Linked DNA regions of Mus musculus: all the other regions are linked to region 1. A link is a contact called in public HiChIP or PLAC-seq data. All regions are on one chromosome and are shown on one strand. The core of a region is the stretch at or near the end of the contact, and the rest is flanking DNA. Distances in the headings are between cores, read along the strand shown. Region 1 has its middle 30 kb from the start of Mir3105. Region 2 holds the start of Gm34621 (a long non-coding RNA gene). Region 3 overlaps Shank2 (SH3 and multiple ankyrin repeat domains 2). Region 4 holds the start of Mrgprg (MAS-related GPR, member G).

Region 1 (7,222 bases), core at 1,276-3,775:
TTTCCCTCCTGAGTATAATGTTTCTTAAGACAGTCCTTCCTCTGTGGGGCCAGTTTGAGAAGTTAGATATATCAGTCTGCCAGCCTGCCTGCCTGTCTGTCTGGTGTGTGTGTGTGTGTGTGTGTGTGTGTGAATCTTTCTAGAGGGCTGGGCAGCTATCTCTTTATCTTTTTTCTTCCAAACGTTATCTTAAGTGCTTTTCCTTGGGAAGTCCCCTGAACAGAGACTAAGTGTCTTCATCACCGATGGACCCCCTCTGCCCCCATCACTCAGTGGAGAGCACCGCCTAAAGGGTCTCCCAAGAGCTGGTTCCATAACCTTATCTCTCACCCAAGGAGGGGGAGAGAGCGGCAATGAGATGGAAGAGGCACTCCTCCTACCACAGCCTTCTGTATCTCACAGATCATTGGATCGGGTCGGTTCTGACCGTGTGTAATGCCTTGGGGATTTTCTAGGCTGGCTTTTGTATTTTACAACATTTAGTTTGACTTACTTGATTCCCCGAGACTGTCTCCCTCAGTGTTGGTCTCCAAAGTAGAGAGCCCATGCCCCATCATCCATTTGAGCTATCTTTCTGTTACAGTGTTTTATCTGGTAAATCTTTATTTCCCAGAACTGCCTATTGACGTAGGTGCACATGCTACAGACTGTAAGAGCACTCTAGGGTGGCAGACCTAGAACCTGAACATCAAAGCTGGGAGGGCAGAGGGAGTGGTGAGGGTTTCGCTGCCGGGAGCAGGTACAGACCATAGTACACTTCTTCTCTGCTGGAGTCTATCCCCAGGATGGGTGGGACTCACTGCACTCAGGCAGGATGCAGCCTTGCCTCAAGCTGATCCTGACTCAACACATCCCTGTGGGTGTGTCCCATGCAGGAGGAATCCCAGTGTGACATAATTATACCAAAAGGTGTTAAATGGTTTCCTGAATGTTGACCTCATGACAGACACCATATTAAGGTCTTGAATGTGTTCTGTAGAGTCCTTGTAACATCCTTGACCTTGGTAGTGGGTCTGAGCATCTTTGTTGAAGGCTAACACACCTATGGAGAGGACCAGAATCTTAGGTGTTCAAATAGAACCTTGGTGATGTACAGCTGGGAGGAGACAGAACCATACAGCAGCCTGGTCACCAGGGAGGCTCAGCATGTGCTGAAGGTTTTAGTAAGGCTCTTTGATAACACATGAAGTGCGTTTGCTTGTGACATTTTCGTACATACATGCAATTAAACTTTGTTCTTGTTCATCTTCTTCCCCACTGTCCTTCCCTGCCCCCTCCATCTCCTACCAGTTGTTCTTCCCTGTCACCTCCATGTCCCCCTCCCTCTCTCTCCACTGTCCTACCCAGCCCCTCCCCTACACTGTTTTTCCCTGCCCCTTTCCCTCTCCCTCCACCAATACTCACTCCTTCCCTGCTCCCTCCCTTCCCCTCCCTCCCCCCTCCCCCTACCTTCTCCCCTCCCCCCTCTACCTCTCCCCACTGTCCTTCCTTGTCACCTTCCCTCCCTCCTCCACCTGCCTTCTCCCCTCCCCCCTCTACCTCCTCCCACTGACCATCCCTGCCCCTTCCTCTTCCCCCCTCTACCTCCCCTCACTCTCCTTCCCTGTCCTCACTCTACCTTCCTCTCAACTGCCCTTCCCTGTCTGTCTACCTCTTTGTTGGTCTGCTTCCTCCTCCCAAATAGCCTGTCTTCTCCTTTCTCACAGTGCCCTTCCTACTCCCCCCCCCCCCCACACCACACATTTAAATCCAGGTTGTTCATATGAGAGCAAACATGCAATATTTGTCTTTTTGAGTCTGGCTTATTTTGCTTAATAAAACAGCCTCCAGTTTCATTCATTTTCCTGCAAATGTCACGACTTTATTCCTTATGGCTATTTAAGATTCCATTGCAGGCATACACTGTATTTTCTCTATTCATGCATCAGACATCTGTGTGAGCTGCTGTGAATAGTGTAGCAGCAAACACCCCATTTTGTAGAAGGAGCATGGAGGATCAGAAGGGAGCCGGTGAGAGACAGAGCAGATGGTCTAAGGTCTGAAAACCCGCTGAGCAAAAGGCCCATGATGTGCCCACTGACTGCCAGGTACCCAGGCCTAGTTTATACATGCAACTTGTATTCAGTGTGGGAAGGTGGCTACTGAGCAGCTTGTGTGGTAAACAGTCCTGGGACCACAGTCTGGTCTTGCTGTGTGCGCGCGCGTGCGTGTGCGTGTGTGTGTGTGCGCGAGCACGCATGTGCATGCATGCCTATTGTGGGAGGTCTATTGAGTCATCCCAGCTGCCATAGTGTTCCTTAGCATCCAGGATGGGTTAGGTGACTAAGGAGGGTTCACAGGACTCTGAGAAGAAGCCTAGTGTGGTATAGCATGAGCAACCACAGAACTGACATCTGGCAAGCCCAAGCTCCATGTTCCCTGCCTGCTTTGGACAGTTCCTGGCTGGTCACCTTTACTGTGGTACAGGCCCATTTCTCCCACAGGTCCTGCATCTGCTTGTTTGCACTGGGTTACTGGGAATGCTGGGAAAGGCTGCCCTGGTCACCTAGTACTGAAGACCAGAAGGGCAATCGCACTTTGTAACCGGAAGGGCTCTCTCAGGAGTGTAATCTGTTCTGGAACTTTCTAAAGACCATTTCACTTCATTCTGTTCAAGACAAACAAAGCCACTGGAGGCAGAGACAGGCAATCCCACGGGTATGAGTTGTCAGCAACAGAGCGGACATTGTTCCCGCATGCCGTCCCTTGCGGGCTAAATCCTCTGTCTAGCTGGGGACATGACACAATTCCTGGAATCCTGCCCGGAGGAGCTGAGTGGAGCTGCCAGCCAGCTTGCCCCAGGGGCCCCCAGTGTCTACACACTGGGTGGCGGTGCCTGGAGAAGCTGTGGGGCTGTCCTTCACTGCCCCATGAGGCACAACCCTGCTGTCTTCTGCTGCCTGCTATTTCTGAGCTCACAACTCCTGTGAGCCCAGGCCAGGAAAGCCTTGGGCAGTACTGACAAGGCACCCTTGGAGCCCTGGCTGAGCAGGGGCTGGGTGGTGGTTTTAGAGGACTGGGAAGAGTTAATAAAGGGTGCCAGGAGTAAGTTGAAGCACATTTCTGCATCATTCCGAATGTGGTATACAACTGGCAGTGGCCATTCAATGTGGCCTTTTAAAAAGTGGCATGTGACCAAATCAGTACCAAGCAAAGTGGGCTCTTCTGTTATATTTTTGGAGAACAGTGAATAAGGGAGTGGGTACAGCGCTGGTTGTGGCCGAGCTGCGCAGCAGCAATGATCGAACCCACATTTATTCCCGGGAGGTGGCAGAGGAGTACTGCGGAGTGGGGGGAGGGGCTCTCTAGGGTTCCCAGCAGCAGCCCCTCAACCTCCAGTCAGGCTTGGCACCAGGAGCTCAGCCAAAGCTATCAGTCCAAGCCCCATCCCCTCCACTCCACCTCCCTGGCTCATCTCCTGGCAGCCGTTATAGGGAAACAAGGCTGGCCCCTTTTTCCTTAATTAGTACTTCCATTTATGACATAGATGTATCTTCCTATGGGTTATTTCATTTAGCAAAAAGCTTTTCATCTACCACCCTGACCCCCTTAAAGACAATTTATTGCCATTCATCCTTCCTCTCTCTGTGTTTGACTCTCTCTCCCTCTCTTGCTCATGTACCTCCCAGAAGCCACTGCTCCAGATCTGGCACTCCTAGAAGTCATTTCCTCTCCATGTCACTCTCCCTGCCTCCCGCATCAGCAACCATCCATCACCTGCGTCTGAATGGTCTACCTAATTTTCCTGGCTCAGAAGCACTCTTGACCATTACATTTGTCATTGAGATGGAACTGCATCTCCGGGCACAGGGTGGTCATCTCCCTCTTGTGCTTTTGGTCACGGGCAGGTGACTGTCCAGTTGGCCTTACATGTATGAAATGTCCTGTGTTTTTGAGTACCAGGGGAACAAAGACACTTGAACCCATGTCCCTGTCTAGTAGCTGAGAAAGGACCATAGTGACCATCCATGCTGAGAGAGTGCAGGAAGGCTGGCATGCAACGTATCACCCTGATCAGCTGTTTGAACATTGTTCTTGGCACCATGGAAGGAGAGAATGTGATATGTCTTCCACAGCTCATGGTGTCTATGTTTTTAGAAAGCAGATATGTTTTTAGAAAGCAGGTGAAGGTTTTTAGGCATGGTGACACCTTCATTCCACATCAGGAAGATTTGTTCTGGATTCTTTAATATGCACTGCCTAGAGGATGCTGGCTCCATATAGTTCACCTGCCATCTTGTTCCCAACAGCATCATCTCACTAGTCACTAAATTTTAGACTAATGATTAAGTAAGTGTCTTAGCCAAGTCACTAACAGGCCTCCAGCAGAGGGCTAGTTCTCCAGTGCCTTGCTCCCTAGTCAAAGCTCCTAGTCCCCACATCTAGCTTAGATCTCAGCTTGCAGCTAGCTCACACCTTGTAGCTCTCAGCTCACCATTCCCAGTCTCTGATTCCAGCCAGAGGCTCCTGTCTGCAGAATTCTTTTCCCTGGAATCTCAGCTCCCCACTGTGCATGTCATTATCTTATCTTCCCTCCCCAGCTCAGGGACAGCTGGCTCCTTATACTATCCATCCAGCAGGTATCCCAGCTCATTGTCTGCCTGTAACCCTGGGCCCACCATCACCACATCCCTAACATAACAACTTCTGTCAACTGTGAGCTCGCTCCTCTTGGATCCTTTGTGGAAGCCCAGAGGCCTCTGACTGAGTCTGGGTGCAGCCTGGAACATAGTTCTTCCCTTCCCCCACACCTGGCCCAGCTCTGAGTATCTTCCTCAGCTAGGTTTACCTTTAAAAAGTAGTGTCCTCTCTTCTAAACAGTCAAAAGAGCTTTATTGATTTGTAGGTTTTTATAGATCCCAGACTCTGTTTGTTTTAAGCATTCGGGTCAACAATTTCTAGTGAACTTAGCAAGCTGTTTGCCCATTGACTTCATCCAGGTTTGACACACTCCAACATCCCAGAAAGATCCCTCACGCCCACTGCCAGCCTGACAAATGTGCTTCTACCCTCTGTCTCTGTTTTTCTTGTTCTGGACATTTCCAAGTAGATCAGGCCACAAGTCAGTAGCTTCAGTGACTGGCATCTCACTCAGCATCATGGTGGTCACTGCCTTATTTGGTTCTTATAGGACTTCTAGCTGCCCCAAAGGGAGCTCAGACACTGCTCTATCCAACAGGAGCTCTGCCTGACTTTCTCAGGCCTTTGGCCGTCTTGGAGTTGTAATTTCTCTCACAGCAGAATGTATGGTCATAGGGGAGGACTGAGACACGGCCAGGGCATGGTGGTTTTGGTGGCCGAGTGAGTTCTGTTCAGAGCATGTGATTTCACTGAATTTGTGCTCATGGCCTTGGCTGCTCTGGCTGGAGGAAGGCTGGAAAAAGAGGGAGACTCCTGGGGAGAAGGAGAAACAGCAGGGTGGGGAGCCAGGTACAGAGCTGGGAAGGAGAGGAGGGACTGCATAAGTCCCTGGTGACTGGGCCAAGGACAGGAATGATAAGATCAGAGCCACAGGCTCTTACAGAGTCCTAGGTGGAGGGGAGGAGTTTACAGAGCCCTTAACAGTGACCTGTCAATCAATTTGAAATAGAGTGCCCATGTCATGGATGTTTCTGAGACTAAGACCAAAACCCCATTTTCTTTCTTTTTCTTTCTCATTTTGTATATGTGTGGTATACATGTGTGTATACGCATGTTTGCATGTATGTGTGAGTTGGTGTGGTTATGTGCTGGAATACATGTGTGTATATGCATGTTTGCATATGTGCAGGAGTTGGTATGCTTGTGTGACTTGTGGGTGTGGTGGCCGGAGGTGAATGTAGAGACTCATCCTTGATTGTGGCTCTCCCACCTTGTCAGCTGAGGCAGGGTCTCTCAATCAAACCCAGAGCTCATCTGTCCTACGGCTAGGCTTGCTAGTAGCAGCTTGCTCTGGGGATCCTTTTTCTGAGGATGGATTACGGGGTTCTGGGGATCTGAACTCTTGGCCTCATGCTAGCACAGCAAGTTTTAGCGGCCAAATCATTTCCTCAGCCTCCATTTTCTTTCTTTAAAAAAAAAAAAAAAAAAACCTCATCGTAATTCATATAACCGCACTGTTCACTCATGGACAGTGAGTGCTTCAGTGAACCTTAGAGTATTCACAGGTGGGGGGCACAGCCCCCCAGTCATCGAGTTCTCTAGTCCCTGAAGGGATTCATGCACCGACTAGCCAGCTGTCCTCTCATGGATCGCTCTGTCTCTCCCTGTTCTGCACTCGCATGGTAAGTGCACTCACAGGGATATGGTCTGAGTCCTGTCTCTACTATTGGAGACATATCTGTCACCTCAAATCTATGCACACACCAACACTCGCAAATCCACTGGGGTCCTGGTTGTTTCTTGTTTTTGAATTTTTTCACACCGTATCTTTCAATGTAGATCAGATTGGCCCTTGAGCTTCTGGCAATTCCCCTGCCTCAGCCTCGTCAGTGCTAGGATTGAAAGGGTAAGCAGCCATACTGACTGACTTCTTAAACACCATAAGACAGTCTCTCTGATCAAGTCAGAAGTGCAGAAGTTCAAAAGGTTCTTCTGAACTGAGGGCTGACTTCACTTGGCTCATCTCTCTCAGAATGAACTATCCTTGTATGGCTTGAAAATAAGATTTTATTTGTAGGTGCGTATGCGAGCCATGGCTCATGTGTGGAGGTCAGAGAACAACTCGTGGGAGTTAGTTCTCTCTTCTACTATGTAGGTTACAGGGATTGAACTCCAGTCATCAGGCTTGGAAACTCAGCCCTACTCACTGGTCCAGAATGGACTCTCTTTTCTACTTGCTCAGTGCTCACCCAAAGGAGGTTTGTTCAGGACTAAAGGCCTGGCTACAGATTACCAGCCTGTGAGTTTGATAGGGCACATTTTCTGCTCTGATAGAAAAGCCACCCAACAGGACTGACATGTTGCTTCATCTCCATTGCCAACCTGACTGGCTTTGGAATCACCCGGGAGACTCACCTCTCAGTGTCTGTGAGGGCATTCTAGAGGCTCAACTGGGGTGGGAATACCCACCCTGGATTCAGGCAGACCCATTCCATAGGCTGGGATCCTGGACTGAATAAAAAGGAGAGAGTGGGCTCTCTTTTACTTCCCTCTGTCTTTGCTTCCTGACTGTGGATATAAGTCCTGCCGCCATGCCTTCTCC
Region 2 (7,222 bases), core at 2,147-4,646, 380 kb after region 1:
GTGTGTGTAGTGCTCAGCCTCTCTGGCTGACAGTTGAGCTCAGGTTTCATCGGTTTGACTAATGAAGTCTTTCTTTATTCTCCCGCTGGGCAGGCATCTGATTCAAACAACCGAGCCCATTAATCAGGGACATCACACTGCATCTGAGTCTTGAGGTTTGGGCTGTGAGCCACAATTCTTCCTGTTACCTTTTGGTGTGGTTGTAAATGGAGGACTTGGACGGCTCCTTAACTCCTTTGAGAAATACTGATTGGCGGCTGTTGTAAAGAAGTGTGCGGATGCCACCGCTTGGTAATGGGAAACCTGCTACAGGTGGTGTGCAGAAGCAAGCTCCCGTGGCTCCCTGCTAGCTTGGGCGGGCCTGCAGAAACCCTCCACTCTGGTGGGTGGGAGGTGGGGTAACCACACACCTGCATATTTTAAACATGTCCAGGAGTCTCACAGCAACCTTGGAATATGCTTGGTTCATATTTTTCCTCTATAGAGTCTTTTATGCCACAGCCTCTTGTGAAAGTAATATTTGCAAGCCCTTGGGGTGGCGTCCCTCACGACTGGGCAGCATGATCCTGTGTGTTAAGTCCATTCTTCAGAGAGGCCGAGCAGGTATTGCAGCCTCTCTCTAAAAGTGAGGTTACAATAGCTGCCCAGTCTTCAACAGGAGAAAAGCTGAGGTGGCCGCTGGCATTGGGAAGGTGCGGGGGGGGGGGGGGGGGTTGCAGGGGAATTCTGAATCGCAGCAGATGACCCTTGCTGCCTTTCTTTTTCTGGTTAGACAATGTCTGGTGGCTCCCAGGAGAGGGAAGGAGACTTACCCTCCACTGGGGGCTGGGACTATTGTCTTTCCCTACTCCAGGTAGGTGCCAGATGTGGGCTGGGTGCTCAGAGAGAGCATCACTAGCACTCAAAAACTGGCTCCACCCAGCCAGTCTATTCCTGGCGCAGACCTCTCAGAGCAAGGACTTTAGCCAACGCCTACAAAGGACCAACAAACATTGGCCATTCTGTCACATAGGTACCAGCAACGTGGCCATCAACCAGCAGAGAGAGAAATCTGAGGCAAAGAGTCAAAGGGACTGTATGGGAAGGTTCTAGAAGCTGAGGCTGGGGGTTGGCTTCGGAAAAAGGGATCACCACTGAAGACCATCTACAAGACTGAGCTCCTGGGAAGAAAGGAACCGCCATTAGACCTAGAACTCCCCTGCTAATGAGGGGAGAGATGACTGTTGTTGACCTCAAGCAGTAGAGGAAACACAGGCCTCTGACCCTCCTTTTCAAATCTAAGGATTGCACTGGGTTGGGCATGGGCTTAGGGTCCTGGGATGCCAGCAGCAACTGCGAGACACAGAGGGCCACAGGCTGGGGTAGCCGTTCACAGAACCATGCATGCATCCTGTATGGGATATGCAGGTGACCGAGCTCTGCCTCTTGCCTTGGTGCACTGGCCTCTTGCCTACATTGCTCAGACACCTCTCCGTTGCCTTCACTGCCAGGCCCAGGATGACAACTAGAGATTCACTCAGTCTGAGCATCTTGCTAATGCCACTTGTAAATGCTTCTAAAAGTTAAGTTGTGGACCACCCTGGGCCAAATGAGGTTCAGAATCAAAAGGAGAGAAAGAAAATGAAGGTTTCAAGAGATAACTGAAAGCTGGCCATGCTCTCTGACGTGACACACATTAAGGCAGAGAGACCCTGTTTCCTCAAGCATGACTGCTCACCAAGGAAAGCCTGGCTCTCAGCGTGTTCCTCAGTGGTTCCACCACATGGGCAAGAGCTTTGCTGTGCTTGTAAATTGAAATAATGGGCCTTTTGCTACTTGGCAGCTCCAAGAGACCTCGTCTTATGCTGGCACCAGGACAGGATCCAGGAAGAGCAGAGAGTTAGAAGGCCTGGCATTTGCTTCCTGGGGTGTAAGCAATCTAACTTTAGGATACCCGGGGTTTAGTATACCCAGTAGACTGACCCCAAGATCAAGACAGTGTGGAATTTAGACATATTTAACTACAAATATATTGAAAAAGTCAGCTGGAACTCTCTTTCAATATATTTGTGTATATGTTAGTGTATGATATCAGAGCCACTGAAAGACCATGGTGCAAAGCCGTGAGCAATTCTGGCTATAGGCCTGATGCTGAAACCTGTTCTCTTCCAGCATCCTTGGGAAAACCTCAGCTTGCGTTCATCTCCCCCTAGAGCACAGGGTAGGGAGTGCTCCAGGGAGTCCCCACCGCTCCTCTCCGAGGGTGTGGCGTATGCAAACATGGATATGCAAACATTTCATGGGTAACCTTGGCATGTCCTTCAGTTGGACAGGGCTTTTGGCTTTCAGAGCCTCCTGTCATCTGAATCTGGCCCACAGTGGAGGCAGCAGGCCTGACACACATTTTTACTGCTTCATGGATCTAAGCAGAGCACTTAGGTGTCCTGGTTAAAGTGCATAGGGCCAATGACGAGCCATGGTAGGGAGTTTACTAAGCTGCTACCACTGTCTACAGCCCAGTACCAAGCCCAAGAAAGAAGAGACAAGAGGACATCACCACAGAGGATTCTGCAGTACAGTCCTCCACAGCTGGGAAACGTAGTCATTGTCATCCACTCAGGCAGCTTGTTGATGGCCCAGGACACCAGGCGCCATATGGCACTCAGAATTTGTCATTTAAGAGAAGCACGTCCCTGTTAAGAAAGCATAGCCAGTGTTCCCTTGGGGAATGCCAGCTCTTGAGGTGAGAAATGGCCAAAACGAAACAACAGAACTATATGTAACAAGTACCACGGAGAAGACCAGGCTCCAAAAGGGCAGAACTAGGATGGAGCTGGCACTCAGAGGAAGGGTATTTCAGTGACCTAAAGTTCACACCGGAACCAGTTATGCAGAAACCAGAAGCATGGAGCCCAGGACATGATGGGTGGAGCATGTGAGGCTAGGCCAGATCAGACTCTCCATGCCCGTGGGGGGAGTCAGCGTCAACCCACCAGGCAGGGGAGTGGGCAGGCTGTGGGGACACAGGATTGCATCCAAGGGATGAAAACCACGCACAGACTTATCATGGCTTACCAGGAGTGGACTCCAGTTTGTTGACACTCCCGGGATGCGTGTCACATGAGGAAGATGCTTTCAAGGTCTGTGCTGAAGACAGGTGGTTTCTGTTGCTAGAGACAAGAGGTACCTTGGAGACACTGGAGAGCTAGACCCGGCTGCCTGTCTATAAGCACTGACTCCTCAAGCTGGCTGTGACCAGAGACCAGCCATCACATCACTCAACAGGATGAAACCTGTTCTCTTCCAGCATCCTTGGAAAAACCTCAGCTTGCGTTCATCTCCCCCTAGAGCACAGGGTAGGGAGTGCTCCAGGGAGTCCCCATGGCTCCTCTCCAAGGGTGTGGTGTACACTCTACTGCCAGCACTTTGTGGTGAGTCCACAAGGGGCAGAGTTCGGCCTTCACCTTTCTGAAGCACACAGGAAAGAAACAGTGGTACTGAGGAGGTACAGACACCCAAGGTCCCTGGGCAGGCAGCGCTCCAGGTGCTGATGGGGCTTCACTCAATCCCTGCCACCCCTGCTGTCCTCCCAGGGCAGTCCTCCGACCCTGGCCATTGTCCTCTGGCTCTCAGCTGGGTCACCAGTATTAATCAATACGATTGTTAAACTGCTGTGACCACCTGGTCCTAGAGCATGGGCTTCTGTTTCATGACGTCTCAAGCTCTCTGCACTGCCACACAGCTCTGGTACCTCAGTCACCAAGCAAAGCAGGAGGGTGATGGCACTGCCAGGGAGCAGCACTCAGTAGTGAGGTGAGCCCTGCTGGGGACAGCCTGGCACTTCCTGCCACTATCCACATATTAAGGTGACTAGTCTGCCAGAGTCTCTTCCTTTGACCACCAAACAAACGGCAGGTCTCCTTTTTAGAACATATTTATCTATTTGTATGTGCAGTGGATGTTTTGCTTGCTTGTGTGTGTGTGTGTGTGTGTGTGTGTGTGTGTGTGTGTGTACGTACGCCATTTACAGGTAGCACTTGCAGGGGCAGAAGAGGGCACTGGATCCTCTGGAACTGGAGTTACAGATGGTTGAACCATGTGTGTGGGTTCTGGGAAATGAACCTGGGTCCTCTACAAAAGCAGCCAGTGCTCTAAACCACTAAGCCGTCTCTCTAGACCCGTCAAGTCTTCTCTCTTGGTCTCATCCCTCTTTTGACAAGATCCTATCACAGGTAAACAGTTCTTCCTGAAAGTAGGTGCCTTCCTGTCCTGGCAACTTGTGAGCAGGGTGGGAACCCAGACAAGTGTGCTGAGCCTGAGACAGCTTCCTCGGCAGGAAAGCAGGCAGTGTCCCACAGCCATTCCTTCTGTGGTTATGTATTCTGTTCCCATTCTGGAGAGAGGCGTGGAGTGAGCAGAGTCCTCACAGTTCTCTGAGCCTGTGGTGACTGCAAGGCACCAGGATCAGAAGTGCTGAGGGGGTCCCAACTTCTGAGACTCAGGCAAACACATGACCTGGCTCTCCTTCCCGTGCCCCATTTGTGGAAGCCTAGATAGGCAGAGCAGCTTCATAAGAAAGCAGGCTGATGCCCAATGGGGTTCTATACCTGTAATGCCAACGCTAGGGAGGCTGAGGCAGGGGGATTTTGATAAGTTCTAAAATAACCTGGGGCTACAGTGAGACTCTGTCTCAAGTCACTAAAAAGAGGAGAGAGAGGGGGGAGGAAGGAGGGAAGACAAATAGCTTAGAATTTAGTGGCTCATACAGAGGGGAGCCTGGGACTGAGGGTCCATGCCTCAGAACCCTAGCATTAGTGCTGGCCCCTGAGGAGCCTCTGGCCCACACCTCTGCTCAGGTTCAAACTGAGTAACCACAGTGTGAGTCTGGTTGCCCTTCCATCTCCCCAGCTCATCAGCTCCTGCCAGGAAAGACAGGTGAAGAGCGTCTGTGAGCAGCTGGATTCGCTCTTGGGCTGGTTTTGTTTTGTTTCTTAATTCTCACATTTTTTAAATGAATTTGATTTTAAAAGCAGGCTAGAGATGATCCTCCCAGAGGCGGGTGTTTGTGAGTGTGTATCTATTCTAAATCAGGGTAACAGACTTCTGTATATGCCGCCCAGCAGCCCCGCCGTTGCCTAGCAACATAATGATCTGCGCACACGGGAGGATCCTGTGAGTCATCACTGTGTGATTCACCAGGAAGGAGGCAGGCTACCCAGAAGGTGCAGAGCAAAGCCGGCAGGCAGACCAGTCCAACTTAACTCAGCAGTTGTCATGCTGGGTGGGGTACCGGTAAGCCCCAAGCATGTGGCCGGACCAGATCCATGCCATTAGCCACTAGGCTGGTCACCATGTTGGGGTGTAAACGTGATACAGAGCCCTAGCCTGGGCAGGTTGGCCTGGGTCCACTGGGAACAAGATTCATTCTTTCCAAGTCAAAGCCAAGTGAGGGAAATAGCTGTGGGCCACTTGTCAGAGATCCTTTCTTTCTTCCGCAGTGCCTCATGGCACGCCAGAGAAGGCAAAGAGTAGTTCCCTTGCTCGTATGAGTGCCTGCCCCAAGCCCCCTGGGCTGCCTGCCAAGAGGGCTCTGAGGTGCATTGTTCAGCCAGGGTTCAACCTACCATGTTTCCACCCGTGAGGAGGCTGCTGCCTCTCCTTGCTTTCCAGTCAGTTCTGCAGTGTGGTCTCAACCGTTCCCTGTGTCGTTTCCATTTGCTCCCATGGTGCTGTTTGCAGAAGAGGGTCATGCTGAGCAGAAGTAAGTGCGGCGGCCTGACCAGATTTGTGTGTCCGTCCCGTCCCCCCCCCCCCCCCCCCCCGTGTGTCACTGTCTCTGCTCCTACCTCTGCTTCCCAGATTCAGCTGCCTGCTGGCTGAATCCGTCCTGACCAGAAGGCCAGCCCAGTCCAGGGTGCTGGCTTAGAGACCCTTCAGAGCAGTGCCTGGGTATCTGCTGGCCCTCAGGGGACTGGCATGCCAACCACATGGCTCCAAAATAAGGGTCAGGCCAGTGCTGGGCACAGAACTTCACAGCTCCCTCCCAATCCTTCACTGCCTTACTGGCACTCAGGAGCTCCTGTAGGACACCCCCTGCCTCCCCCATCCTGAAGTATCACATGCTAGAAATGTGCCCCCCTCCCCAGTTGCAAAGAGCCCCTGGGCAACTTCAATGCTTATCCAGGCTGAACCTGGAATGGCTTACCCTACAACCAGGAAATCGTTGGGTGACATAGCATGTTCTGCAGACCCTTAACATGTCCCTGGCCCACCTCTCCATGACTAACTAAAGCTGAATCTTTAGAGTTCCCCCGAAAGCTGCAAAGCCCAGATGGGCTTCAGGACCTTAACTTCATGAGCTGCCTCAGTCCTGTTAAGATGACCCGCACACTGCAGGGACAGGCTCTCTGAGCAAACTTTGGTGGGAGGGCACTCTTGGACTTACAGGTACCTACAGTTCCCAGAAGCCACTGCTGCAGGTCCAGTGCTCCCACCCACAGCAGAGTCCTAGTCCACTGAACTCACACCTGCAATGTCCAGGTCTCCCCTGCAATGTCCAATATTTGAAGTAATCATTGCTAGCCCTAGTAGGAATAGTCCATAGAACAGAGAGGTCACCTGCTAATGGCTTCATCCAGACACACAGCAGGCTAAGAAAACAAACAACATCCCAGGAAGAGAAAGAGGCAGTGGAAGGTCCAGGGACAACTGTATGTTGCCTCAGACTCTTTCCCCTCACTTATGATCTGAGGAGGTCCTAGTCTGCTAGTATGTATGTGCCCTGCAAGGGAACTAAGTAAGGGGTCCCTAAAGTTCAGTGGACTGACACCATAGTAAGGAGTTTAGCTCAAAGCAGGCCCTGTGACATCACACCCAGAATCCCCACCCTGACAGTTATGAGGTGGACTGGGGAGCCCTCAGTTCTTACCAGTTTTATGCAGGGCATGAAGGCGGGGCTAAACTCTCAGCCATTTCAGTCTAGCTTGTGCCCATGGCAGGATGGACCTTTCCAGAAATGAGAGGTGTGTGGTGTGTCTACATTCACGTGGGTGAGCCCAGGTCAAGAGACACACCTACTTTCTTTAACCTGGTGGTTGTCTGCAGTTTGGCAATAGAGCAGGAAGCAGTGCTTAGAGAGAGGCTTCACCTTCCTAGGTGTGTGACTAGAAAGTCTTCAGCAGCCCTGACTAACATGGTCAGAGAACACATTTCATAGAATGACCACCCCCAGATAGATGGGTGA
Region 3 (7,222 bases), core at 2,200-4,699, 300 kb after region 1:
AGCAGAGCCTTATTTGGCTCCTTCCAGTTGCCCAAAGACAACTATGCCCATGTCTGCCCCCGCCCCCTTTCCTTCCTGTCCTCACAAGACTCAGCCAATATTCAGTGTGTATGTATGTGTGTGTGTGCAGGGGCTGGGGAGTGTCCCCACCTCTCACTCCCCTATCACAGCTGGAAGTGACCAGTCTGCCCTCTCAAATAGTGTCCCCAGTGGCTCTGGACTCTACAGGCCTTGCCCACCCTAGCAACAGCTGGAGTTTAGGAGTTTAGAAGGCCTCCATCAGCATAGGTCAGGGGCCATCTGTGGACAGCATGGACCCATAGTTGCAGGACCTGCTTTTCCCTAGACCGCCTGGTCTGGGACCCTTGAAAACATCTCTGAAGAAACATTTACAGTGAGACCAGATATCATGGTTTGGGTATGGAATGTCCCCACAAGTGCGTGTGTTTGAACACTTGACCCCCAGCAGATGGGAGTTGTGGAACATTTAAGAGGCGGGGTCTTGGTGGAGGAAATGGGTCACGGAGGGATAGGCCCTGAGGGGTAGAGTGGAGCTCCATGTCTTGTCGAATTTCTGTTTTTTGATCTGCCCAGATGTAAGCAGGCAATCTCCTGTTCCCATTTGTCATGCCTTCCCAGAATGACATAAGATCCTTCAGACTGTGAGCCAAAACCATCCTCTTTTTTAAAACTCCTGGTCAGGCATTTGACCACCATGAGGAGAAACATAACTAATAGACCAGGTAGGCTCTCTCCCTACAGGGAGCCTGGCTGGACACCATGTCTCATGGGGTCAAATGATGACTCCCAAGACAGCCCTGGCAGCCCTGAGGAGCCACAGTGGTTGTGTAGGGAGAGAGTAAGTCGATGCCAGCCAAGGGCAGATTGCAGAGAGAGCATGAAAACCTGGCCCGAGTAGGCACCCAGTGGTACCTTGTGCCAGAACAGACTGCATTTGTCACCATGTGGTCTTATGCAGCCACCTTGCTACTGCCAGGGGTGGGGATGGAATCTCACACCCAAATACCAGGAGACTAGGCTCAGCCTTTGCACACGGCCAGCCAGGAGCTCAGGACACCCAAATATGGTGTGAACCAAGTGCTTTCCCTCAGAGCCTCTGCCCAGGCTAGACTTCAGCCATGTACCATCTCCATCCCCACCTATCACATATTTCACTTCCTCTACTGGAAGATGCTGAGTTCGTACACTGGGAGGACCCAGCTCCGGGCATCATCCTCGACACTATAATATATGACATTGTCATCTACATCATTACACTTAAGAACCATGAAATCAAATTACACACACACACACACACACACACACACACACACACACATACATTGTAAAAGAAAAAATTTAAGTTTTTAAAAAATATTTTAAGAAACTTTCCCCTTTTGTGCTGTTCCTGTTCATAGCTGTCATCAGCCATGCACACACAGCTTGGGCACATCTGCAGCAAAGTGAGCTCTGCTGAGGCCCACGAGGCCACGTTGTCGTTTCTCCTGTGATGCGGAGGGACAAAGGTGAGAGGTCTCAGCTGACACCTAGGATATTCTTTGTCCTGCACCTCGTCTACTGGGCCATCTATCCCCCCACTTGTGTCCTTGGAATCCTAGACCAAGACTTAAGAACAAGTCTCTGTTTCTGGGTGCTCAGGATTCCGATGAGCAAGGGGCCCCAGGACCCCTCTTGTTGTCCCTCTTGACCCTCAGAAGTATCCTGGACCACACCCTACTGTGATGGAAAACTCCTTCTGGAACTGACCTAACAGTCAGTGTCCCCCTTCTTTCTTCACATCCAAATACTGGGTCTGTCCTTCAGGAAACAAGGAAGTCAGTTAGTCCAAGGAAATGTTGGGATTCTGCCAGATACCCCTCTGGCCTTCTGCAGACTTGCCGCACATGCTACCATGTGCAAGGTAGGAAGCTGGTCAGGGAGAAGATTCCCCATGGCCACCGTGACAAAGGCTGGCATGGCAGTCTTGCTCGGAGGTCTGTATTCTTTTAATCTGCGTGTGAATGTTTGTGTGTGTGCACATACATGTAAAGTGAATGTTCATGTGTGTGCACACACGTGTGAAGACCAGAGGTCAGTGTCAGGTATCTTCCTCTACTCTCCATCCTAATTTTTAAGACAAAGTATCTCACTGAACCTGGATGGAGCTCTCTCATTCAACTAGGCTGGCAGGCCAGTGAGCCCAGGGATCCTCCAGTCTCACCTTGATGCTGGGATCATAGGTGCATCACCAAGCCTGGCTTTGTACACCAGTGCTGAGAATTTGGACTCAAATCTTCAGGCACTTTATGAACTGAGCCATCTTCTGAGTCTCTCATTCATTGCTCTGTAGGCCTGAAGTCCAAAGTCACAGGGTTAGATACTCCACAGGCTCCCATGGAAGGTCCCACCTCACCCTTCCTGCTGCTGGCAAATCCTAGCATCCTCAGCACTCCTCGGCTTTTGGCCCCATCACTGGCATCTCTCTGGGTGTGTGTCTCAGATAATCCCTGGTATGGAGTGGTAAGGACCCACATTCCAGCATGAACTCATCTTTGTAGAACATCTTTGCCATTTCCAATGCAGGGCCCACTGTGAGAGATTGCAGTAGACACAAAGTTAATGTTGACACCATTCACTGAACAGGGAAACCTCACCAGTCCTGGACTGAGCCTCTGCAGGGAACCTGTGAGCTGTGTGGTTTTTATTGCAGGGTACGTGGCCCCAGACTGAGGACACTTGGGTCTCAGAATCATCATCTCAGAGATATAAGCATTGTCTTCAGAACAAGCCCCCATTATGTTATAAATAAATTTATTCAATTATAAGTTGCCACAGATGGCACCGGTATTTTTAACAGATGCAGGCAGACAACTGGCTGTAGTATGCCTACAGGAGAACTGGCACAAGGCTTCCTGGGGTGGTCTTCAGGGCCACCCTCACTCCTGAGGATGGGCAGGAGAGACCATGGAGCTTCCATATATTAGCAAGGAGGTGGCATCTGTGTGAGCTGATGATCCAATGAGTGAGAGGAAGCAGCAACAGGTCACAGATACCAGTAATGGTGGAGGTTGGGGGTGGCAGGTCCTCCTTCTAGGTCCTCTGTCTGCTCTGGGAGACTCCAGACCTCCTCTGTCCTGACACTTGTTCAAGTGCATGCTAAAACACCTCCAAGATAAAAGTAAGCCCTTTAGGAGTGAGGAAGGGAACCCAGCCTGGCCTCAAGCTGAGTATCCTCCTGCCTCAGCTTTGCAGACACTTGGGATTGCAGGTGTGCACTGCTAGGCGTAGTAAAACTTCACATTTAAAACCTGGAGTTTAGCTACCCTTGCACTATGTTTGGCCACCAGCTTCATCTGTTTTCAGAACATTCTCTCACATACATACACAGTGACTCCCTGGATCCACCCATCTGAGCCTTCCCCCAACCTCTCCTCCTGCCCGGCATCACTAAGTAGCGGTCTCTGCGGACTTTCCCGACTCAGACAACTCAGAGGAACAGACTCATCACAACATGTGCTGTTTTACAAGCGGCTTCTGCCATTACTCATGCCATTACTCATGACCACAGAGTGCCATCCATATTGCAATACAGACAAGGTCCCTGTTCCTTTCTGTGGTTGAGTAATGGTTTTCTGTATGGACACACCATGTCTTGCTTATCTGTTGATCTGCAATGGACGTTATTAGAAGGAAAGCCAGAGTGATAGCATTTTCAAGACTTTTTTTTTTATATAACTTTTGAGCAAATAGTAATTCCATGAGTCAGGCAGCCAGTGCGGAGTGGCTCTATAATAAAGCTAAGAATGAGGGAGAGACAGCCTTCATAGACTAAACGTGGACACGAATGAAAAGGACCCCTGCCTTGTGCTTTCACTAGTCACCATGTGGTCAGCCCCATCTCAGAGCTGCTGGTTTAATTGTGAGCTATGGTTGTTCCATACTGGCTGGTGTGAGGTCTGCTCTTTTTCAGCCTAGACAACTGCCCAAGCCGCCTCTCACGCAAGATCAAGATCGGGGACAAAGCCCTGCCCTCCCTGCTTGGGGTTCTTTGAGTCTGTTCTGCAGTTTAAGTCTGTCTCACATCAAGTTTGCTGGTTGAGAGACCTGCTTTCTGTGGGTACCGGGGGCTCATGGACCTGGGCTTACTTTGTTGCAGGACCACAACACGCCCCTGAGGATGCAGGAGCCAGTCGCTTACCATCACAGGAATCTGGCCATTCCTGCCTGGCTTTGACCCTTGGACAGCAAGAGACTAGGTGTGACCCCCGGGTATCAGAGCTGTGGACACAGCTAAGACCACATAGGAAGGCTGGGGTGTGGCTGCAGCCTTGGGCTGACAACTGTAAGAGAGTCTCCTCTTATGCTTCAACTTTGCCCAGTGGCTGTGGCTGGTGGAAGGCAGCCATAGGCAGCTTGCTTTTGTCAGGGAAGTGGAGAGCTGGACCACACACACCTTCCTGTGAGCCCTTCCCCCATACCTGCAGCTGGCAACCTCTATGAATGTGTAACTCATTGTTGTATCATTGCAACCTGGAACAGAGACTGAAGTGTGCCCACTGGATGTTTGCATGCATGGTTGCATTGGGTGCATGTATGCATGCATGAATGACTGGATAGATGAGTACATGAATGAATGAATGAATGAATGAATGAATGAATTCATGGGTGAACGCATGAAGGAGTAATAGGTGGGTGGGTGGGTAAATGGATGTGTATGCATTCATGAATAAATGAGTGGATGACTAAATGAATGAGTCCATGAATGGATGGAAGGTGGATGGATGATGTGTAGATAGATAGGTGCATAGATGAATATATGAATGAATGAATGAATGAATGAATGAATGAATGTGGGAATAAATGAATGGATGGATGGATGGATGGATGGATGGATGGATGGATAGGTCAGTAGATGGATAAATGCACAGACAGTTGGTTAGATGGACACATATGTATGGATGCATGAATGATTGGGTACATGAGTGAATTAATGCATGCATGAATGGATCAATGAATATATAGGCATACACACATAGATGGGTGGATGAATACGTCGTACATACATGTGTGCATGCATGCATTAAGGAACTAATGTGACAACATCTATCCAGTCTTCCAGCTGGGGCCTGCCCTCTTACAGCTCCTCTGGCTACCGGTTTGGGAATCTACCCTCTTCTTGTAACAAGGGCCTCTGGCTGTGAATTCTGGGGAGCTTGACCAGGACCACAAGGGAGACAGTTGTCCTTGAGGGATACAAACAGCACCATTACACTTTGGTTTCTCATCCTTCTGTTCATGCTGTGAACTGGGAAAGTGCACCTGGCTTTGGATGCCACCTCAGGCTGCCAGCCTGCCCAACATCTATCACTAAGAAGGAACCTTATGTTGTCAGAGCCATTCAGCCTATGCAGGACTCAAGTGAGTCTCCTTGGGCTCCGCCCACCCTCTCAGAGTCTCATTTCTAGAATCAGGAGCCTTATTTAGCCTCCTGCATTCAAGGCTGCTGCATGGCCAAGATCACCCCCGAGCTCCACAACACCTGGCTCACTGATGTTCCTCACTGGCACAATCAGGGGCAGTAACCCAATCCTGCCACACTTTCCTGTCCTCCCCCTCACTGTTTGTCATCAGGGTCCCTTCCCTGCCCCTCACCCTCTCTGTCTCCCTTCTTGTTCTCTCTGACCTTAGAAGGCTGTTCCGATAACATTGTGAGCCCCTGCAGGCAGGGCAGCCACCACTGCTTGAGTGGGAAACTGAGGCACGGGTTGGTGGACTAGCAGACCCTTCTCAGGACATCTTTGAGCTAAGAAGTCTAAAAAAGGCCTTTCAAGGCAGAAGAACAATACAAAACACAATAGAGCTAGTGGGTAAATACTTCATTATGCTGTGTAAGCCTAGATATGCTGAGCTGCACATTTCTCTACAAGCCTGCTAAGTTAGATTCTCAGATAGGAAGAGTTATCAGAGATCAGAGTCACTGAGAGGCCACACCTTGAACAGAAGCCATGCCCTCCCACATTCACAGAAAGAAATGGAACCAATGCCATCAAAATGCAAATAGGCCAAAATGACCTATATGAACATGAGTGTATTTTTCTTAAAAATGACAGGGGAGGGGGTACTTTGAGAGTCAGCAGTGGTGAGCTCAGGACTGAGGTATGGGAGCAAAAAAGATAGGCAGTTGTGGGAGATCAATGCAAACATCACAGCACAGCGTGTCATGCCGAAGGAAGGAAGTTCGGTTCAGTACAACTTAGCAGCTGCTGTTCGTTCAAACTTCAAGAGTCTGATGCTGGGTCGTATATCATAGGCATTTTTAAGCACAGCATAATTTGGGGGAAAAAAGTTTCCTGGTGATAATTAAGTCAAGCCCATGTGCACAACAAAGTTTAAGATGTAATTACATTGAAACTCTATATAAAGTACATATGAGATCTTCTATAAAGATTGGTTCCATAGTAGGCTCAAGAGGTAAACAAACTCAAGGGTCTGGTAGAGGATCGAGCTATAGATTGTCTGAGACAAACAGGCTCAAGAGCAGAGTCTGGAGGATCTGGTGGGGTCTGTCTGCATTCTCTGTCATAAAGATAGCACAGAGGTCACGGGATATTGGCCACATTCATTCCCAGCCTTTTAGGTGGGAGACAGGTTATACATCTCTTCCTTTGAAGAGACAACCCCGAGTGCTTAACATTCCTGGTTTCCTTAGTACTTATTTGTGAGCCTAAAGATCTATATGTCTTCTATACCCAGTCTTGTCCAGGAGTTATACATCTTGGGGTGAGGCCCCCAGAAAGCCTCTAGCTTCCTGCACAGGGTCATTCTGCTTTCTGTGAGCTGACAGACTCAAGTCACAATCAATAAATGGTCATCTGGGTTATAAGCAGAGGATGAATGTACCAAAGAGGATGTGATGGGCAGGGGATGCTAAGTGGATGCAGAGTCCACACAGTGGTCAATCAGACCTTAGGGCTCTGACAAAAGAGAGAAGGAAGCCACAGGTCTAGAGAAGACTTTCAAGTCTAGAGTGGCTTTTCTGGAAAGTGAGGAATGCAAACATGGCTTATGGCTGGGATGAGCATGTGAGAAGCAGATGGGAAGATAAGAGGCCTAGCCAGGTAACTCAGACTCCAGGCACTGTGAGGTGTTGGCCATCCTCTGAGTGGCACACAGAATTGCATGGTGGGTGAGACCTTTGATTTCCAAGATGGTTTTGACTGCT
Region 4 (7,222 bases), core at 2,250-4,749, 270 kb before region 1:
ATGTTATATGTCTGGGTGTTATGGCTCTGCACTGTGTGCATGAAGTGCCTATAGAGACCATAGAGGATGCCAGATCCCCTGGAACAGATGGTTATGAGCCACCAAGTGGATCTTGGGAACTGAACCCAAATACTCTGGAGGTACATCCCATGCTCTTAACTGCTGAGCTGTCTCTCCAGGGCCAGGGCTTGACTGATTTAAGAACAACAATGCAGATAGGTTGCTTTCTGCTTTTTTATTTTAATTATTAAAGAAACATCATAACATGTACAAAATAATGTGTACTTTGGAAGCTTAGCTCTCTCTTCTCTCAAACTGTAGGTTAAGCTGGCTGACAGGTCAAGGTGGGGGTCTACAGAAAAAGCTTGAGTGAGCACAGTCCTAGAGGAGCCCAGAGCTGGGGATGGGATGGGATCTGGGTAGGATCCAGGGCCCCCTGCTTGCACTGTGTCGGCCCTTGGGGACACCTGAGAAGCAGAAGTGCCCAGGAAGCAAGAACTTGAGGAAGACTTGGGCACAGGACAGACTAGGTTTATTTAGTGATGAAACAGCTCCACCTTGTGGCTGCTATGAGTAGTAACACCAGGCTGGAGAATTGGGGAGGCGGTCAGCCTCAGTTTCTCCAAAAGCAGAGAATGCTCCCCAGGAGCTGATGCTGTAGTTCTAGTCTTCTGACTCATCTACGGCAGGAGGAAGCTCCTGGTGTACTGGGGTTGAGGGGCAGCTTCCTCAGGTAGGATGCTGTAGGGGCAGAAGGAGGTAGGATCCATGTCCTCATTATAGTTCTGGGATCCTCCTTCACGCACCTGCTTCTCTGTCTGTTCCTGCCCTCCTTGCCGTCTCCTGTGCGTGTTCAATATGCAATCTGGCCCCCATCCCTTCTCTCCTGCATACAAGAGGAAGCCATAAAATTCCCAGGATCAGAGCTTGGCCGTCGCAAAGGTTTGAGCAAGACTGGGACCCCCTGGCAGCTCTGAGGGCAGGGTAGGTGGGCGTATAATGGCCACTCTCTACACTTGGTGCATGGGCAAGGATAGCCCCCCAAGACCTGACTGGGACTCTTCCCCTAGAGCCCTGTTTAGGGCTACCTGCAGTGGGTCCTTCCTGAGCTGCCTGCCCTTCATGTAGTACAAGAGGGGCTTTGCACTGCTGTCAATGCAGGCCAGGAGGGTGGCCAGTGGAAAGAAGAAGGGGAGCAGGAATTTTAAGACTGGCCGCAGGCACCAGTAGACAACCAGGGGTAGGCGACAGAAGAACAGAAGGATCCCAGAGCACTGGGCCAACTTGCAGAACTTGGGGGGTGGCTGTGAAGAGCAGCAGTTCCCAAAGATTAAGAGAAACTTGCTTGCCCCACATGCCATGCCAGACAGTACCGCTAGCCAGGTGACACTGGTCCAATGGTACTTGAGGCAGACCAGCAGACTCATTCCGTTTTTTAGCAGCCCACAGGCGTTGGCTGGCAACAGCACGGCCGGCATGGTCAGGGCCCAGATCACGAGGCAGAGGACAACTGAAGTGAACCTGGGACGGCGGTTGGGGCTGCAAAAGGAGGGGAACATGTAGGCGAGGCAACAGTCCACACTGAAGGCAGCCAGCAGCCAGAGCCCCACGGCAAACCACAGGAAGGTGACTGGGAAGTAGAGTGTGTCCTCATGGCCCGACACGATCGTAGCAATAGAGAAGCCAACTTGGCATGAGAGGAAGAGGAAATCGGCAGCAGCCAGGTGCAGCAGGTAGGTGTTGAAGGGTCCCTTCTTAATGTGCAGACCGAGGTGCCAGAGCAGCAGAGCGTTGCCCACCAGCCCTGCAAGGCTGACAGTGAGGCTGAGGAAGAAGAGCACTTTGTTGAATGTGCCCCAGATGTTGAATATGGAGAACATCCTGGCTGGCTTCCGTGGGTGCTCTGGGAGGCCCCTGCAAAGGGTGACAGTGTTCACTACGAAGCTGCTGTGCCCCGAGTGTGGAAAGCAAGAGCCTGCAGCTTCCAGAGTCCGAGTTGTCTCAAGCCCCTTCCTGGCTGCATGTGATACCAGGTTACCCCCTCACAGCTGCTTTGCTTGGAAGCAGCTCTCTCTGCCCTCATCCTGGTTAGACAACCCATCCTGAATGAGGTGTCCCCATGCAGAGGCCCACCACATTCAGACAAAGGGGCCACAGGTGGAGAGACTCCCCTTTCTTTTTAACTGTAGTACCAATGTGAGAATGCTTTCTCTAAGGCTCTGATCACACCCACCCCAGGGTCTCTGATAGTGCCTGCTCTGACCCAGGACACTCCATTCTGTGCTAGGTGAGGCTTCAGGGGACTTTCCCCACACTGTCCTTTTAGAGCGCGACATTAAAGCCCAGGGTCCTGAGGAACTGTGGCTAACTCTGAAGCTTCATGTCAGAGTCTGGGACTTTGATGATGGGTCTCAGGGCCCCAAATCTTCTTAGGGAGCAAGCAGGAGAGTTTCTGGTACCCTCATGGAGGCGAGTGTTTCAGAGCAGTACCTTTTTCCACAGAGCCCATGATGGACCTTGTCCAAGATCCAGGGTATGAGGACCCAGGCTCTGGGGACAGGGACTGCCAGGGAGGAACAGCAATAGGAAAAGATAGACCAGGGCTGGGGGGTAATGGAGTGGAGAAGAGAGATGGACAGACAGACACAGAGAGAAATAGAGAATAGAGGTAGAGATAAAGAGGAAGGGACAGACATGGGAAAACATAGTCAAAGATGGAAAGAGATGTATATTGTGTACTTTACGTATGACCCTCATTCCTGGTCTGGGCTGTGTCCCCTACCCAGAACCCTAGCTATCTCTGTACTCACTGAGACCCAGCCTCCATCAGACCCTGCTTCCTCTCACAGGGCCAAACCTTCTGCAGTGTCCTGATGAGTATCACCCACCATCTCATCACCAAGCATCCTTCCTAGCACCTGTGGGAGATGGTGATTCAACCTACCAGTTCAGCTGTCAAGGTCAGAGTACAGGTCCTCAGGACCTTGAAATTAAGGACTGAACCTTCACGCATCAGAGTGGTGACAGAGGCAAGACTCTTCCCCTCTGTGAGCCCCCAAGGGTGTAAATCCAGACATCTACTCCTGTGTGGATTCTGGCTGGTGGAGCCAAGGCTAGATCTGAAAGGGGATGCGGTAGGTGGGGTGGGGCATCTTCCTCATCCTTGTTCTCCAATGGACCTGGAGCAATGAGTTTCAAGCCTGAGCCTCAGCTTCCAAGGCTCCCTTAACTGCCTTCCCCATAAGGTCCCTTTTAGAGGACATCCTCAGAGCCACCAGCACCCCCCTGAGAGCCAGGCAGGCAAGTGATGTAGAGGGTAAGAGAAGGGGTGCTTCTTGCTTAGGGAAGCAGGTAGAGGGGCATATTAACCTTCTCACCTGATGACCGCCTGCTGACAGTGGCTGTCTCCAGCTCGCTCAGCCCACACTTGTTGTCTTGATCTCCTCCTGGCCCCTAAATCCCCTTCTGTCCTCTGAGGCTGGCTCCTGCCAGTTCCCTAGAAGTGGGGTGGGTGTGTCACCTTTTCACGGAAATCAAAGGAATGAGCTCAAACAGAGCTGTCAGTGTGGGAGGCTCCTCCTTTTCATCTGGGAGATGAAAACAGAGAGCCTTGCACGCCGCCCATTCTGGAATGGTCCCTGGCCTTAGGTGCTCGGGACCAAAGGAAGAGATGACATCTGTAAAGATGGATCAGTCAGTAAAGTTCTCGCTATGCAGGTATGAGAATTTGAGTTTGGATCCCCTGCACCTTTAATAAAAGTTGGGCATCATGGTGCATGCTTGTGACCCCAGTACTGAGAGATGGAGACCAGAGGACTCATGGGACTTGATATTCAGCTGGCTATGCCAATCACTACATTTGCTGCAAAGTCTTATCTTTAAAAAATAAGGTATTGGGCCAGTGAGAGGGCTCAGTGGGTAAAGGTTCTTGCCACACCCAAGCCTGACAACCTAAGTTCAATTCCAGGGATCCCCATAAAAGAAGAAAATTGATTCCTAAAAGTTTCCCTCTGATCTGGACACATGTGGTGGCACATTTGTGCACACACACAGATAAACTTAAAAACATATTTAAGCCAGAGGTTGTGGCCCACACCTTTAATCCCAGCACTTGGGAGGCAGAGGCAGACAGATTTCTGCAAGTCTGCACAGAGTTTCCAGGTCAACCAGGATGGTATTGTGAGATGTTGTCTCAAAACAACAACAGCATGGACTTTAAAATGTTTTTTAATGTGTAGGGTAATTAAGAAGACACACACTCAGTGCTGATCTTTAGGCAGCACATACACCTGCACAGATGTGCATGCACCTACACACATGTGCACATAAACTCACACAGCAGTTGGAAGGGAATAGGGAGAGTCCAATAGAGCTAGGACTGCACAGTGAGATATTCTGGAGACTCACTGGCAGAGGAAGGTCCTGGGGAGCTGGGCACCCAGACGTTGGGTGGATAAAGACCAAAGCATGCTCTCATGCCTGAAGGTCTCTGGTTTATCTTCAGATTCCATCAAAAGCCAGGCGCACCCTCCAAGTCATCCAGTACGCATGTGCTTTCAAGGCTCTGTGTTATGGTTAGCTAAGTAAATATGCAGGAAAACCCATCTTATGGTGACTCAGACAGCTGTGGCTCAAGATGGCTGCCATCATGTCAAGCCAGATCCATACTCTGTCCTCTGTGGGATGCACCCTTACAACACACACAAGCACTGTGCAGCCCCAAATCTCCCCAACTTTTCATTGTTCTGGTAGGCCTTTGTTGTTGTTCTTCTTCAGGGCTTTGCCCTCAAGGATTAATATAATTGTCATAGTGTGCCGGTACTGTGAGGTGATCTAGAGGAGTCCACAGCAGCTGGAGAGTCTGTGCACCACCGAAGCAGGCAGCAGGGAGACAACCAAGCACTTGGCACCTCTCCTGTGACAGTGTAGGATTGGACAGGACTTTGATATTGGTTTTCGAATGTGACACAGAATTGACGTTCTGATCTGATAAGATATGGCCTGTGGTCTGTCTCTAACAGCTGCTGTGTGAATATGACCAAAAGTACATGTGTGATTTAACACCTCAAGCCCTGGGCTAGACAGATGGCTCAGGAGCCGAAGGTCTCCCTGCTCTTCTGGAAGACCTGAGTTTAGCTCCTAGCACTGAGGTTTCGTGATTGAACCAACTAAAGGGAGAACAGACTCGTCCTGGGTGTCAGAATGGGGACAACCTTCCCCTGTCCCCATGTAAACCCCAGTGTGTCCTATCCCTAGTGTGCTGAGGTCACCAGGCTACCTGTTTGTTCTGTGAGACCATTAGTTCCTGTTTGGTGTAAGTGGCAAACTGCTAAGCCTCTGAGACCACCCAGGAGGTCCCCAGAGAAGCTAAGGTCAGTGTCCTCGTGTGATTAAGCCTGGACCCCTCCCCCCTCTGACCCCATCACAGTGCTGCCTGTTGACTGGGACCTTATACCTGGAATCATCCCTGAGTCATGTGGCCCAAATGTCTCAATTTCTCCCCCTCCCCAATTTTAAATTACAGTTGTGTGTGTGTGTGTGTGTGTGTGTGTGTGTGTGTGTGTGCACTGAGGTCAGAAGCTCACTTGTGGGAGTCAGTTCTCTCCTTCCACCATATTGGTTCTAGAAATTGGACTCAGGTTGTCAGCCTTGGTGGCAATACCCACTGAACCGCGTTGCCGACTCCTGTTGAACAGCACTACCTTCCCGTCCTTTGAGCCAAACCGCTGCCATCTTTATGAGTGCAGCTGTATCTGTTTGAAGAAGATCACTCCAGATGGACTTGTTAATTTAGAAGTTCCCTCATAGAAAGAAAAACGGGGGAGGGTCATGGGAACCTTACCTATGTATACGGCCACCTCACCCTCAGCAATTTGTATACATTTCTGCGCAGAGTACAAGCTGTGGGGAGGGCGTGCTGGGTGTAGAACTTCCAGCCTGGCCTATGCATAAGCCAAATAAACTCCTTGGCTCCCCAGGGGCAGATGCTTCTTAGATCCCTCAGCAAGCAGAAAATCTTGGAGACTGCCCCCAAACCTTTCCAACTCCTCCACTGACCCAGTTGGTCCTGGTGGGGTTTCTGTTGTTACTGTTGTCCTTTGGTTGGTTTGTTTATTTTGGTTCAGTATAAATCATGTGACTTGTTACACAGTGTCCTAGGCGAGTGGTGATCTGTGGCTGGCCTTGTCATTGCCATTGAGTAATACTGTGGGAAGAGTAAACAAAATGTACAATTTTTTTTTCTATCCAAGGATTACATGAGACCACATTTCCCTTAAAAATTTGTAAAGAAATCACATGGCAGAAGTTGAGACTCCTGCAGGCTCAGCACTTTTGAACTCAAGGTTGTACTCTGCTCAAAACCTCAGGAGTAAAAACACAGGGGACCCAACTGGGCATGCGTGTTCCCTTCAGCAGGAGTAAAGCTTTTGTCTTGCAAATGCTTTGAATTGGATCATGTGGCAATTCCTTCGGACCCTGGACCTATTTCTAACAATATTGATGTTAGATTTCTGAGGCAGCTTAAGAAGATGGCAGGGGTGGGGGAAGTGAAGAAAAGAGACCAGTTAGTCTCAACAGAGAGGAGTGTTTATTTCAAACATCAAGGCAAATACGATGGGAAAGGGGTGTCTGCCAAACAGGAAGAGGGTACTTGGGGTTTATATAGGAGGTTTGGGGAATGCACCTGCTGGGGCTACCTGCAAGCCTGCAGTCTCTCTCTCCTGGACTTGTTTGTTCAAGATAAGGTCGTTTGTCTTTAGAAACTGCCTTGTCCTGGCTATGGGGATGAGGGTCATAGAGAGTAACTGAGTTTGGCAATGGCAGTGAAGGGGAAGGAGTTGGAGTTTCAATACAGGGCCTTGGTCAGGGTCTGGAAGAGTTTGTTTGAGGTTTGTTCCAACATACCCCAACTCTTAAGAGATAAGGAATGGGTCAGAGAGGATGGGGTTTCCAGATATAGGGTTGGAGTTTGTGGGGAAGTGAGCTGAGCATGAACAGAGAGGTCTGGGGAAGAGGGAGTTCTGTAGGCACAGTGTGTGTGTGTGTGTGTGTGTGTGTGTGTGAGAGAGAGAGAGAGAGAGAGAGAGAGAGAGAGAGAGAGAGAGAATGTGTATGTGGTGTGTGTGAGTGAGTGTGTTGTGTGTGAGAGTATGTGTGTGGTGTGAGTGAGTATGTGTGTGAGAGTGGGGGGGTGTGGGGGTGTGAGTGTGTTGTGTGTGAG

Evidence for each region. HiChIP or PLAC-seq counts read pairs in DNA pulled down with a chosen protein or histone mark.
Region 2: an HNF4G HiChIP or PLAC-seq map of pancreatic cancer cells shows a contact between it and region 1. The contact joins two enhancer-like sites. A contact is called at or near these places in 3 of 115 datasets of contacts at active chromatin or transcription factors (astrocytes, embryonic basal ganglia and pancreatic cancer cells).
Region 3: an HNF4G HiChIP or PLAC-seq map of pancreatic cancer cells shows a contact between it and region 1. The contact joins two enhancer-like sites. A contact is called at or near these places in 2 of 115 datasets of contacts at active chromatin or transcription factors (embryonic stem cells and pancreatic cancer cells).
Region 4: a FOXA1 HiChIP or PLAC-seq map of pancreatic cancer cells shows a contact between it and region 1. The contact joins the promoter of Mrgprg here to the enhancer-like site in region 1. A contact is called at or near these places in 4 of 39 promoter capture datasets (embryonic stem cells, hippocampal neurons, liver and 1 more) and 2 of 115 datasets of contacts at active chromatin or transcription factors (embryonic stem cells and pancreatic cancer cells).

The regions. Positions count from the first base shown.
Region 1 is chr7:144,035,631-144,042,852 of GRCm38.p6, forward strand. It overlaps a transcript of Shank2 not described here. Among named protein-coding and RNA genes, the nearest start is that of Mir3105, 30 kb to the left of the region's middle. Within about 2 kb of position 2,526, at least 72 of the 459 cell types and tissues checked have an H3K27ac peak or open chromatin away from gene starts, as enhancers often do. A contact at or near this core is called in hippocampal neurons, liver and pancreatic cancer cells, where this site is marked.
Region 2 is chr7:144,412,620-144,419,841 of GRCm38.p6, forward strand. All of the region lies in intron 15 of Shank2 (SH3 and multiple ankyrin repeat domains 2), which reads left to right. It overlaps Gm34621 (a long non-coding RNA gene), which reads right to left and starts at 6,892. Exons shown (of 4, transcript XR_003946689.1): 1 at 5,826-6,892; 2 at 5,604-5,708; 3 at 3,055-3,149; 4 at 2,447-2,672. Within about 2 kb of position 3,397, at least 40 of the 459 cell types and tissues checked have an H3K27ac peak or open chromatin away from gene starts, as enhancers often do. A contact at or near this core is called in pancreatic cancer cells, where this site is marked.
Region 3 is chr7:144,337,017-144,344,238 of GRCm38.p6, forward strand. The region is part of intron 7 of Shank2 (SH3 and multiple ankyrin repeat domains 2); the gene reads left to right. Among named protein-coding and RNA genes, the nearest start is that of Gm14372, 66 kb to the right of the region's middle. Within about 2 kb of position 3,450, at least 31 of the 459 cell types and tissues checked have an H3K27ac peak or open chromatin away from gene starts, as enhancers often do. A contact at or near this core is called in pancreatic cancer cells, where this site is marked.
Region 4 is chr7:143,763,494-143,770,715 of GRCm38.p6, forward strand. Mrgprg (MAS-related GPR, member G) reads right to left here and starts at 3,500. Exons shown (of 2, transcript NM_203492.2): 1 at 3,378-3,500; 2 at 217-1,914. The coding sequence starts at 1,880. The coding sequence ends at 1,011.